Regions from separate parts of the Danio rerio genome. Here region 1 is linked to region 2. The links are chromatin contacts, called in public Hi-C maps. All regions are on one chromosome and are shown on one strand. Each heading gives the region's core, a stretch centred on a gene start, on an enhancer-like site or on the middle of the called end of the contact. The rest is flanking DNA. Distances are from core to core; before and after follow the strand shown.

Evidence for each region. A called contact is a pair of places that touch in the nucleus more often than the background predicts.
Region 1: a Hi-C map of embryo shows a contact between it and region 2, with 16 times the contacts expected there. The contact joins the promoter of snx2 here to the promoter of fem1c in region 2. A contact is called at or near these places in 3 of 18 Hi-C or Micro-C datasets (all in embryo) and 1 of 4 datasets of contacts at active chromatin or transcription factors (caudal fin).

The regions. Positions count from the first base shown.
Region 1 is chr8:509,542-514,686 of GRCz12tu, reverse strand. It overlaps snx2 (sorting nexin 2), which reads right to left and starts at 3,750. Exons shown (of 15, transcript NM_001037698.1): 1 at 3,589-3,750. The coding sequence starts at 3,687. All of the region lies in intron 23 of dmxl1 (Dmx like 1), which reads right to left. The region is part of intron 1 of LOC141375560 (a long non-coding RNA gene); the gene reads left to right.
Region 2 is chr8:112,991-117,861 of GRCz12tu, reverse strand. fem1c (fem-1 homolog c) reads left to right here and starts at 3,587. Exons shown (of 3, transcript NM_198145.2): 1 at 3,587-3,839. It overlaps tmed7 (transmembrane p24 trafficking protein 7), which reads left to right. Exons shown (of 4, transcript NM_212912.2): 3 at 2,050-2,295; 4 at 2,460-3,053. The coding sequence ends at 2,696.

The sequences.
Region 1 (5,145 bases), core at 2,501-5,000, 400 kb before region 2:
ACAGTAAACACTACTCACACACACACACACACACACACACACACACACACACACACACACCTGTGGATCTGTTCAGTTCAGCTAAGGCAGTGTGTGCATGAAAACAAGCGGCTAAATGAAGGAAAAACACTGAAATGAGGATGTTCACACTCTAGTTTGCAGATTTTGGTCTATTTAGCTTCAGCTTTATGCTGTCGGACATCAGAAATGCATTAATAAGTGTTTATTCTATTGCTCATTGCGTCTGTAGAGATTAATTCCAGTAAACATGCATCTACACACTGTTTGTTCATATATGGCAGCATCCAGCTGACGTAACACAACAGAAATATGGTGAGAATATAACACTTTTACTTAACAATATTGTCCATTTTATGGACTAGAATGAAAAGAAACCCAAAATCATACATCTAAACCTCTACAAAATCAAACTATGATCAGTATGCAAATATATGCAGATTAGCTCATGTTTAGTGATGTGCACATTTGCATTTTCAGATTTCAGAAAGCGTGTGATGTTAAGCAATGGCCTCAATGTACTGTGAGGTGGGGGTGTAACGGATCACGGCTGATCTGTGATTCATACGGATCACAACTGTTTGGAACACATGTGACCTGTGGATTAATAAACACTTTTCACTGGTAGATTAATCCTAAATTTGCAACGATCGCAGAAGCATCGCCTCTCGCATCATTCAAATCACAAGTATAAAAGCATTTAGGCTTAAAATATAATGATGACGGAGGAAGTTGTGGTGGGTTATTGGGGACGTGGTGGGTTTCATTAAAGGTGTTTTCTGTCACTGCTTGTTTAGCCTGCATTAATGCATTCAGTGTAGGCTGCACCAGTAATCATTACAAGATCAGGATCTCAACACCCACGCAACTTAAATTATAAATGATGGTGATTTGCACATGTTTATTAAAGACATTCCGTTTTTAGTATTTTGAGTTACTTATGAAGTTAGAAACGGTCAAATAACACTGAGGATTAAGAGATTTAATGTATTGTCATCTGCTTAAAAGTTAAAGCTGTAGTCAACAACTGTATTATTTAACCAGTATGTGGTGGGAACCATTAATTCATTTATTCATCTTCTTGTCAGCTTAGTCCCTTTATTAATCCAGGGTCACCACAGCAGAATGAACCGCCAACTTATCCAGTACATTTTTACGCAGCGGATGCCCTTCCAGCCGCAACCCATCTCTGGGAAACATCCACACACACTGACTCACAATAGACAATTTAGCCTACCCAATTCCCCTATAGCGAATGTGTTTGGACTGGAAACCGGAGCACCCGGAGGAAACCCATGCAAACGCAGAGAGAACATGCAAACTCCACACAGAAATGACAAATAACCCAGCCGAGGCTCGAACTAGCAACCTTCTTGCTGTAAGGCAACAGCCCTACCTACTGCGCCACTGCGTCTTAAAAATCAGCCACTGAATAATTCTTCAGAAATGATCGTCTAGCAATGAAGCTTAATGAGTGAATAACTGAATCATTTATATGAATAAATATGGGTTGTACTATGATAATGTTAGATTTCTACATTTAGCATTATCAGCAACAATAGTCGTAACAGCGAGTCTTTCACAGTATTGAATACTTTACAGTGGTTTTTTTTATTTTAGTATTGAATATTTTACAGTTTATTCTTATTCAGCTGATTATTTCTGCATTTTATTTTTAATTAAATTACAGGTTCCAAGTTCTGTTTGAAAACCAAAGGTTTCTTGCAGTGCTGTTTCTGTAAAAGACCCTTTACACATTTCCAGGTTTCTCAGTAGCAGAGGGCATCATAGCAAACTCAGAGTGCAGCGAATGGGAGAAAACCACAGATAATTTTTTACAATCTTATTTGCTGAAATAATCAAAGAAAAATGTCATGATGGTGTTATCAAGACTTTCAGAAGGAGGAAAAAAAAATGTGTGAGACTGAAAACGGCAGCCAGAGGAGAGAACAACGTCAGATTTACTCTATACGCTGCATTAGAAACACCTCGCACAAGCAGTCATTCGTTTAGTTTTTTTGTTTTTTTGTAATTTGACGCGATGATATACTACATGCATAAGTGCATTTAAATGTTTATACTTTTTTAAAATCAAAATATTAAAAACTTTCACGGATTTAAGATTATGATGACATAACAGGCTTAAGGCTGATTTATACTTCTGCGTAAAACGCACGCGTATGTTACGGCGCAGCCACTGACGTGCACCTCTAAAAAAATTTAACTACACGTCACAACGAAGTTTAGCGCAAGCTCTGTGATTGGTCGGCTTGGTAGCGCTGACGAGTCTGGGTGGGGCCGAGAGCCACGCCCGATGTAGCGATTGTTTACAAGTGTGGAGTTCCGTGAAGGAGCGCCGGATGGAAAGTTTTGTTTTGTGTTTACCTCATAGTTAAAGTTGTTGCACGTCCGCCGGTTCCTGCCTCAAAATGAGCGAGTTTGAGTCACTTGTACATCCCGGAAGTGTTCAGAAAAAAACAAAACAGCAGCGAAGAAACTCGACACAGAGGAACATTTACACCTCACTGCCAACTAGCGTTTCGGAAGTGTTAATGCAGACCAACAGAGACAGCAGCAGAAGTATAAATGCACAGCTACGTGCGTTGCATGCGCCGTGGGTTACGCCGGTCACTTGACGCAGAAGTATAAACCGGGCTTAATACAAAGGGTCCATAAATGGAACGGAAATGACATTTATCTCCTCCCCTTTTTGGTTGATCCGAAAAATGGTGCAATCCGTCACTAAAAAGCCATAATGTGATCTGAACAATGAGATTTGTGATCCGTTACACAGCTATTGTGAGGAATAAAGTGCCTGAATATTTAATTCTTAATCAAATATTAGATTTTTTTTTCTCTGCTCATCCTGACGGTGTTTAGAGTCAAACACGTGACTGAACACATGACCAGACTACACTTACTGCGCTATTCAGTATTGCAGCCATTCTGTCGCTAGTCTTCCTCTTGGTTTTGCTTGTTAATGTTATTAATTATCTTAATTAGTTTCATTGAGGCTAAGTTAGTTTTATTATCACACATTCGGACTTAATTATAACATTTCAATAAGTATTCCTTAGTGCAAACTCTAGGTAGTGAATCATATAATCAGGCAGTGTCTATTAAATCACAGCACTGCTCTGTCAATGATTATAATAGGTTTTATTCAATTAAAACGTTGTTTTGAAGTCGATTTTAGACCTAATATTCATAGTAGCGTGATAAACAATATAGGGACCAGGTCACGAGTAGTCACTGAACGAATGTGAGAATAAAAAGCCAACTTTACCTCAATAATAGTTTCATAAACGCGTGTGATGTTGACCTGACAGCGATATTCTACATTTGTTTACTGAATGAATGAGGAGTTTCTGCGCTGATGCTGCGCAGTGTTGATGTGCCACAGCAGCCTGCGCATGCGCTCTCCGCATCTTCTCTACACTCCAGAAATTGAATGAAATCTGTCAGAATTGTGTGACATAAATGACTGACGTTTGACTGATTATGAATATCAACGTGTGTCTGTGTTCTCCGAGCAGGAGGAGCGCGTGTCGGTCAGCAGTTTCAGCTCACCTCCATCACGCTGACGAACAGCTCCTCCGCGGCCTCAGAGTCCTCCTGCTCCGCGTTTTGCTGCCCGGTCACCGGTGGAGGCTCTCGGTCCTCCGACATCTTCAACAACAGCAGATGAATAAAGTCTCAGGCGGAGAAACAGACAGAGATCAAGATTATCATGTGACTGAGTCTCATGACAGAAGCGCTTCATGCGGCTCACGCTCCGCCCTCACTGCGCAGACTCATCACTGCCCGCAGAACACAGCGGTTGCTGCTGAAAGGGATACAGCTGCGGCCGGAAGTTAACGAGAATTATTTATATACTATATTTATTAAATACCCATTGGTTGTATTTCATTAACGTAAACTCGTACCCTAACCCTTAACCCAACAATCCCAGTAATGTAAAAACAGTAATTATACCGAGTAATATTCATATTGCTTATTAAAATACCTATTACATTGTATTTAATAAGCGCCTGCCCCCACCAAACCATGGTGGGGGCAAAACTATTGTTGTACAGAGCCACAAACATGCTATCTTAATGAGAGTATCCGCAGCTGTATTCCATCTAAACAGTGACGCGCAGCCGCAGAACGTCTGGTCACGTGGTTTATTTATTATTTTTGCTTTACCCACTCCACTTTATTAGGTACACCTGACTAGTACCAGGTTGTTCCCCCTTTTGCCTTCAGAATTTATTTAATCCTTCATGTCAGAGATTCATCAAGCTACTGGAAATATTCCTCAGAGATTTTGCTCCATGTTGTCATGATAGCATCACACAGTTGCTGCAGATTTGTCGGCTGCACATCCATGATGCCAATCTCCCGTTCCACCACATCCCAAAGCTGCTCTATTGGATTGAGCTCTGGTGACTGTGGAGGCCATTTGAGTACAGTGAACTCATCGTCATGTTCAAGACACCAGTCTGAGATGATTGAGCTTTATGACATGCTGCGTTATCCTGCTGGAAGTAGCCATCAGAAGATGGAGACACTGTGCTCATAAAGGGATGGACATGGTCAGCAGCAATACTCAGGTAGGCTGTGGCGTTGATGCTCAATTGGTACTAATGGACCCAAAGAAAATCTCCCCCACACCATTACACCACCACCACCACCAGCCTGAACCGCTGATACAAGGCAGGATGATCCATGCTTTCATGTTGTTGAGCCGAGCATCTGAATGTGTCAGCAGAAATGGAGACTCATCAGAGCAGCAACGTTTCTCCAATCTTCTATTGTCCAGTTTTGGTGAGTCTGTGTGAATTGTAGCCTCAGTTTCCTGTTCTTAGCTGACAGGAGCGGCACCCGGTGTAATTGGCTGATTAGAAATTTGTGCTAACAAGCAGTTGGACAGGTGTACCTTATATAGTTGCCGATGATAACTCTGTTGTGCCTATTGGATCCTTTTTTTGCACGCTTGTCCTCCCTCCCGTCTCCTTGGATGGCCGCACTCACATTGCATTCTGGCCTGGGCACGTTTGCGTCATCAATGCAGCGCTGTTCTGTAAAGAAGCACTTTCGCTCAGCACAGTGGACATTTCTTTATGAAAGTAAATTAGTAGCAAT
Region 2 (4,871 bases), core at 2,338-4,837:
CATCCACACACACATTCACACACACACACACACTACGGACAATTTAGCCTACCCAATTCACCTGTACCGCATGTTTTTGGACTGTGGGGGAAACCGGAGCACCCGGAGGAAACCCACACGAACATGCAAACTCCACACAGAAACACCAACTGAGCCGAGGCTCGAACCAGCAACCTTCTTGCTGTGAGGCGACAGCACTACCTACTGCGCCACTGCCTCGCCCTCAATTATCCATGTGAGCTAATTTACATCAGATTAGCAGTAAACGGTTTGTTAAATACGACACGCAGTAACTCTCCACATGTGTTGAGCTGCAGGCGTTACTCTCATCATGTATTTCAGTGTGTTCAGTTCTACATTTAGAGAAGATTTTCTGTATTATTGTAGTCTCGGCCTACTCAGGTTTTGGGGATAACTGTTTAAGTTAATTGTTTAATGAACCTGCTCCTACGCAGGCTTGAGCCACCAGAACCGTTACTATGACAACAACTCTCAGATGAGTTTTGAAGAACGAAACGATCCTGGATCATGTCAGATCATCAATAACCAAATCCAGCTCACTGAGGCTCCGTTTACACTAGTGCATTTTAGTTTGAAAACGGCGTTTTAGATCAAAAACGATCCGCGTCCACACTAGCGCTTCACCTGGCGTCTCTGAACATATCTCCGTCAACACTACGCCACCAAAAACGTACGTCACGTCACCATTCGCGCACTCTGGGAACGCGCGTTCTAGTATAAACAGGAAGCATGCGTCTCGCTCGGCATTTGGTTATTGTTAGTCAACAAATGCCGGTTGAACTATGAACGCGATGGCCAAGAAAGCAAGAGAGGGATTTTTGTGGACAGACGACATCATGTGATAGGGGCTTGACGAATAAGGGGAGGATACGCAATGACACAAAAGCCCCAATCAGGTAGCGAATCTCAGCAGCTCCGCCTCCGTTTCCAGATGTCTCCGTTTTCCCTCATCCACACTGAGACGCAGCAGCAGCGCTTCAGAATGAAAACCGCAACCGCAATAATCAAACTCTTGGGAAAAACTGTGGTCGGAACCAAAGTTCACAGGTCTGTGTTCTCTGAACTCCTCTCAAGCGGTGGACTTCTTCATTCTGATTGGTTGCTGCTGAACCGTGTCATAGCTCATACTATAAATTTGACTTCATTTTAACTCTCCTCGACACCCACACAGGAGAAGACGCGCCGCGCTGTTCCTCGCCGCCGGTTCTCGTTAAAAATGAATGACTTCTGGCTACTTTGACGCTCTCGCCGCTTTCGGTTTGTGATCGCTCCTCAGTTTGTGAAGGCTTCCCCGCGTTGTCGCTCCAACACGCCTGCCTTCCCCGCTCCTCAATTTGTGACGCTGCTGTGTGTTTAATGTGGTGTAGAGATTATTCTGTTATTGCATTATTGAGGAGGAACATCACTTATTAGATGAAACTGCTGGATTATTCCTGCAACAGCCGGTCATTTATAAGGGAAACAGGAGCGCGATCATGAGCAGAAGAGCCCAGCCGGTACAGTGTTGATGGAGAATCCTAAACTGAGCAGCTGGAGGTTTACTTTCCCTCATTGACTGATTTGTTTGCAGCATGTACTCGTGTGTGTGTGTGTGTGTGTGTGTGTGTGTGTGTGTGTGTGTGTGTGTGTGTGTGTGTGATCAGAAAACTAGTGTAATGGCAGCACGTCATCTTTACCAGACTCGGGCAAACTCCTCCTCTCCTTTCACTCCGCCCGAAGCCCCAGCTGGCCCTCTTTGGCCCAAGGTATTTGGCGGGTCGAAAAGGCTGGCCACTGACCCTGAGGAAACCCGCTTTGGCCCGATCAGGCCCCTGAAGTGACAGCGCAAACACGACTGGCCCTGACCCACTCACTCCTGGCACAATGGTGGAAACACTGCTAGTGTGTGTGTGTGTGTGTGTGTGTGTGTGTGTGTGTGTGTGGTGTTGCCATGGCTCACTCTGTGTGTGTGTGTGTTTGTTTGTGTGTGTGTGTGTGTGTGTGTGTGTGTGTGTGTGTGTGTGTGTGTGTGTGTGTACGCTCTCACAGGTGGTCACCGGGGGCCACTATGACGTGGACTGCCGGCTGGAGGACCCCGAGGGGACGGTGCTCTACAAGGAGATGAAGAAGCAGTACGACAGCTTCACCTTCAGTGCCGCTCGCAACGGAACCTACAAGTTCTGCTTCAGCAACGAGTTCTCCACCTTCACACACAAGACCGTCTACTTCGACTTCCAGGTGGGAGACGACCCGCCGCTCTTCCCCAACGAGAACCGGGTCACGGCACTGACACAGGTGAGGTGGAGATGCACACACACACACACACACACACACACGCTGCTGGACCACACTCCTCTTCACTACATCACACACCTGAGAACACTTCAGAATTTATGAATTTAGATTGTGTGTGTGTGTGTGTGTGTGTGTTATCGTGTCTCACTCTGCTGTTGTTCCAGATGGAGTCAGCGTGTGTGTCGATCCATGAGGCGCTGAAGTCGGTGATGGACTATCAGACACACTTCCGGCTGCGCGAGGCTCAGGGCCGCAGCCGCGCTGAAGACCTGAACAGCAGAGTGGCCTTCTGGTCGGTCGGGGAGGCGCTGATCCTGCTGGTGGTGAGCGTCAGTCAGGTGCTGCTGCTGCGCTCCTTCTTCTCCGACCGCAAGACCACCACCACCCGCATGGGCTCCTGAAGAACCCTGGAGGAATGCTGCAGCTGCACACGCACCCTGCAGACCAAACATCACCCTAATTTATTCTGTGTGTGTGTGTGTGTGTGTGTGAATTATCGGATGCGCAGACGCTTCATCATAAACAGTAGTTCAGTTTCCACAGAGCAACACACACACACACACACTCTCACACTCACACACACACGCACACACTCACACACACTCATTTATTTGCTGTATGATGTCAGAAATAATCCGTTGTGTTGTTCTGATGTGATCGGTGTGTTTTATATTAGTTGTGCTTCTGTTTTGTTTTTAATAGTGGTGTGTGTTGTTTATTTTCTTGTTGATTTGGGTTAATAAATGTGGAGGAAGATCTCACGGCTCTTCACTGACTCCTCAGAGGATCTCACACATTCAGACACAACCATTCCCTTGTGTGTGTGTGTGTGTGTGTGTGTGTGTGTGTGTGTGTGTGTGAGAGAGAATGTAAAAATAAAACTGGTTGGATCTGTTCGTCTTGACTGCAGTAATTGAGTGTCGTGCTGTTCCTGGATCAGTGCTGTTCCTCTGCGCTCCTCTAGCGGGCGCTGTCCGCCTGAGAGCTGTGTTTGACGGCTGGTTTGTCTCAGCGCTTCTGTCCGCCGACGCTCGTCATTAGTGACTGAAACACGACTGTTTTCTCTCGCACCGGAGGCGCGTCGTCCGTCCGCGGTGTTCTGGCGCGCGCGTCGTGACTGCTGCGTTACCTTTAAATGGAAAGGCTTTATGCGCGGCGCTGATTGGCCCGTCGAGCTGTCAATCACTCGCGGGAGGCGGAACCCTCGGGCCGCTGCTGCTTCAGACGCGCGTCCAGGCGAAACGGAGCCTCGAACTGACGGCAGAAATGGACAGAAATAAAGCAAAAAGCCGAAATCCGGAGCTTCAGAGTGGGTTAGTGTCGCGCTGAGGGGCGTTAAACGCAGAGGATCGCGCTCCAGCGCACAGGAAGCGGAGGAGGAAGCGCCGCAGCGACGCGCTATTTTTATCTTTTTGTGGTTTTGGACTCGACATGAGCTAAAGTTCCGTCAGCTCACCGACTGACACCCGACCACACCGAGCAGCCGGTCAGCACGGAGAAACGGGCCGTTACCGGACACCGAGGCCGGGGGAGCGAGCGCAGCGGTGAGGCCTATAAACACATTAAACACCGATGTTGATTACAGGAGGAAGCCGAGCTTTACACACCGATTATTCCGTCAGAGAGCGAGCTTTACCCGCCGTAGTCCCCCGCACCGGACGGTAACCGTGTGTCTAAACCGAGCACTGGTCGTGTTTTTACAGTTCTCTAATAAATAAACACGGGATGCTGTCTGCCGAGGATTGACACACACTTCTGATTTATTCGCTCACTAACACTGATATAATATTACAGAGACTCTGCCTGAACTGAACTCAGATCAGTGCTGATCTACTTCCCGACATGATCATAACACTCATCCCTGTGCGGGTATTCCCGATATGAGCAGAGCCAGTCAGTGCTGCTGCTGTTTGACTACAGTATACTGGAGCTCTGCCGTCTGTATTGCTGTAAAGCCAAACTCCTGTTCAGCAAATGAAGACTTTAACTCGTGTTTAGCGTCCACATGACCTCAGACTGTCGCGTTTAGTATGCTGTTGACATTGTCAGTGCTAGGGAGAACAAGCGATGATGAAAACTAACCCAACAGTCAAAATCTGCAGCAGCAGTCATGCTCTGATTGGCCGAATAATTCCTAGCCACGCCTCTCCAACCGTCAGTTTGCTGTGAGTGAAATCGAGCAGCTCATGCTGGAAACACTAATTATTTACAATGATTATTAAATTAACATTGAACTGTGTGTTATTAACGTCGACACCTCCCACAGCACTAAACCCAACCAACAGTAGTGTGCGCATTGTCTGCATAGTGCTTCAGACTGTAGTGTGTAAGTGAAAGGCGGAGCTCAAAATAAACCCCGCCCCCTGCTCAATATTCAGTTAAGCTGGAACACGTCATCATGCTGGAATAAACAACACCACAGTTCCGGCTCACGCAGACGTCAACACCGGAAATCTGTTAGTAGAATGGCCATATCGGACGACTTTACACACAAAGCTTCTATCACAGTGTTAGAGTCGGCCTCTGAGTGTCTGTCGCTATAGTCTTCTGTACCTGCCCACAGGGGTGCCCACCTC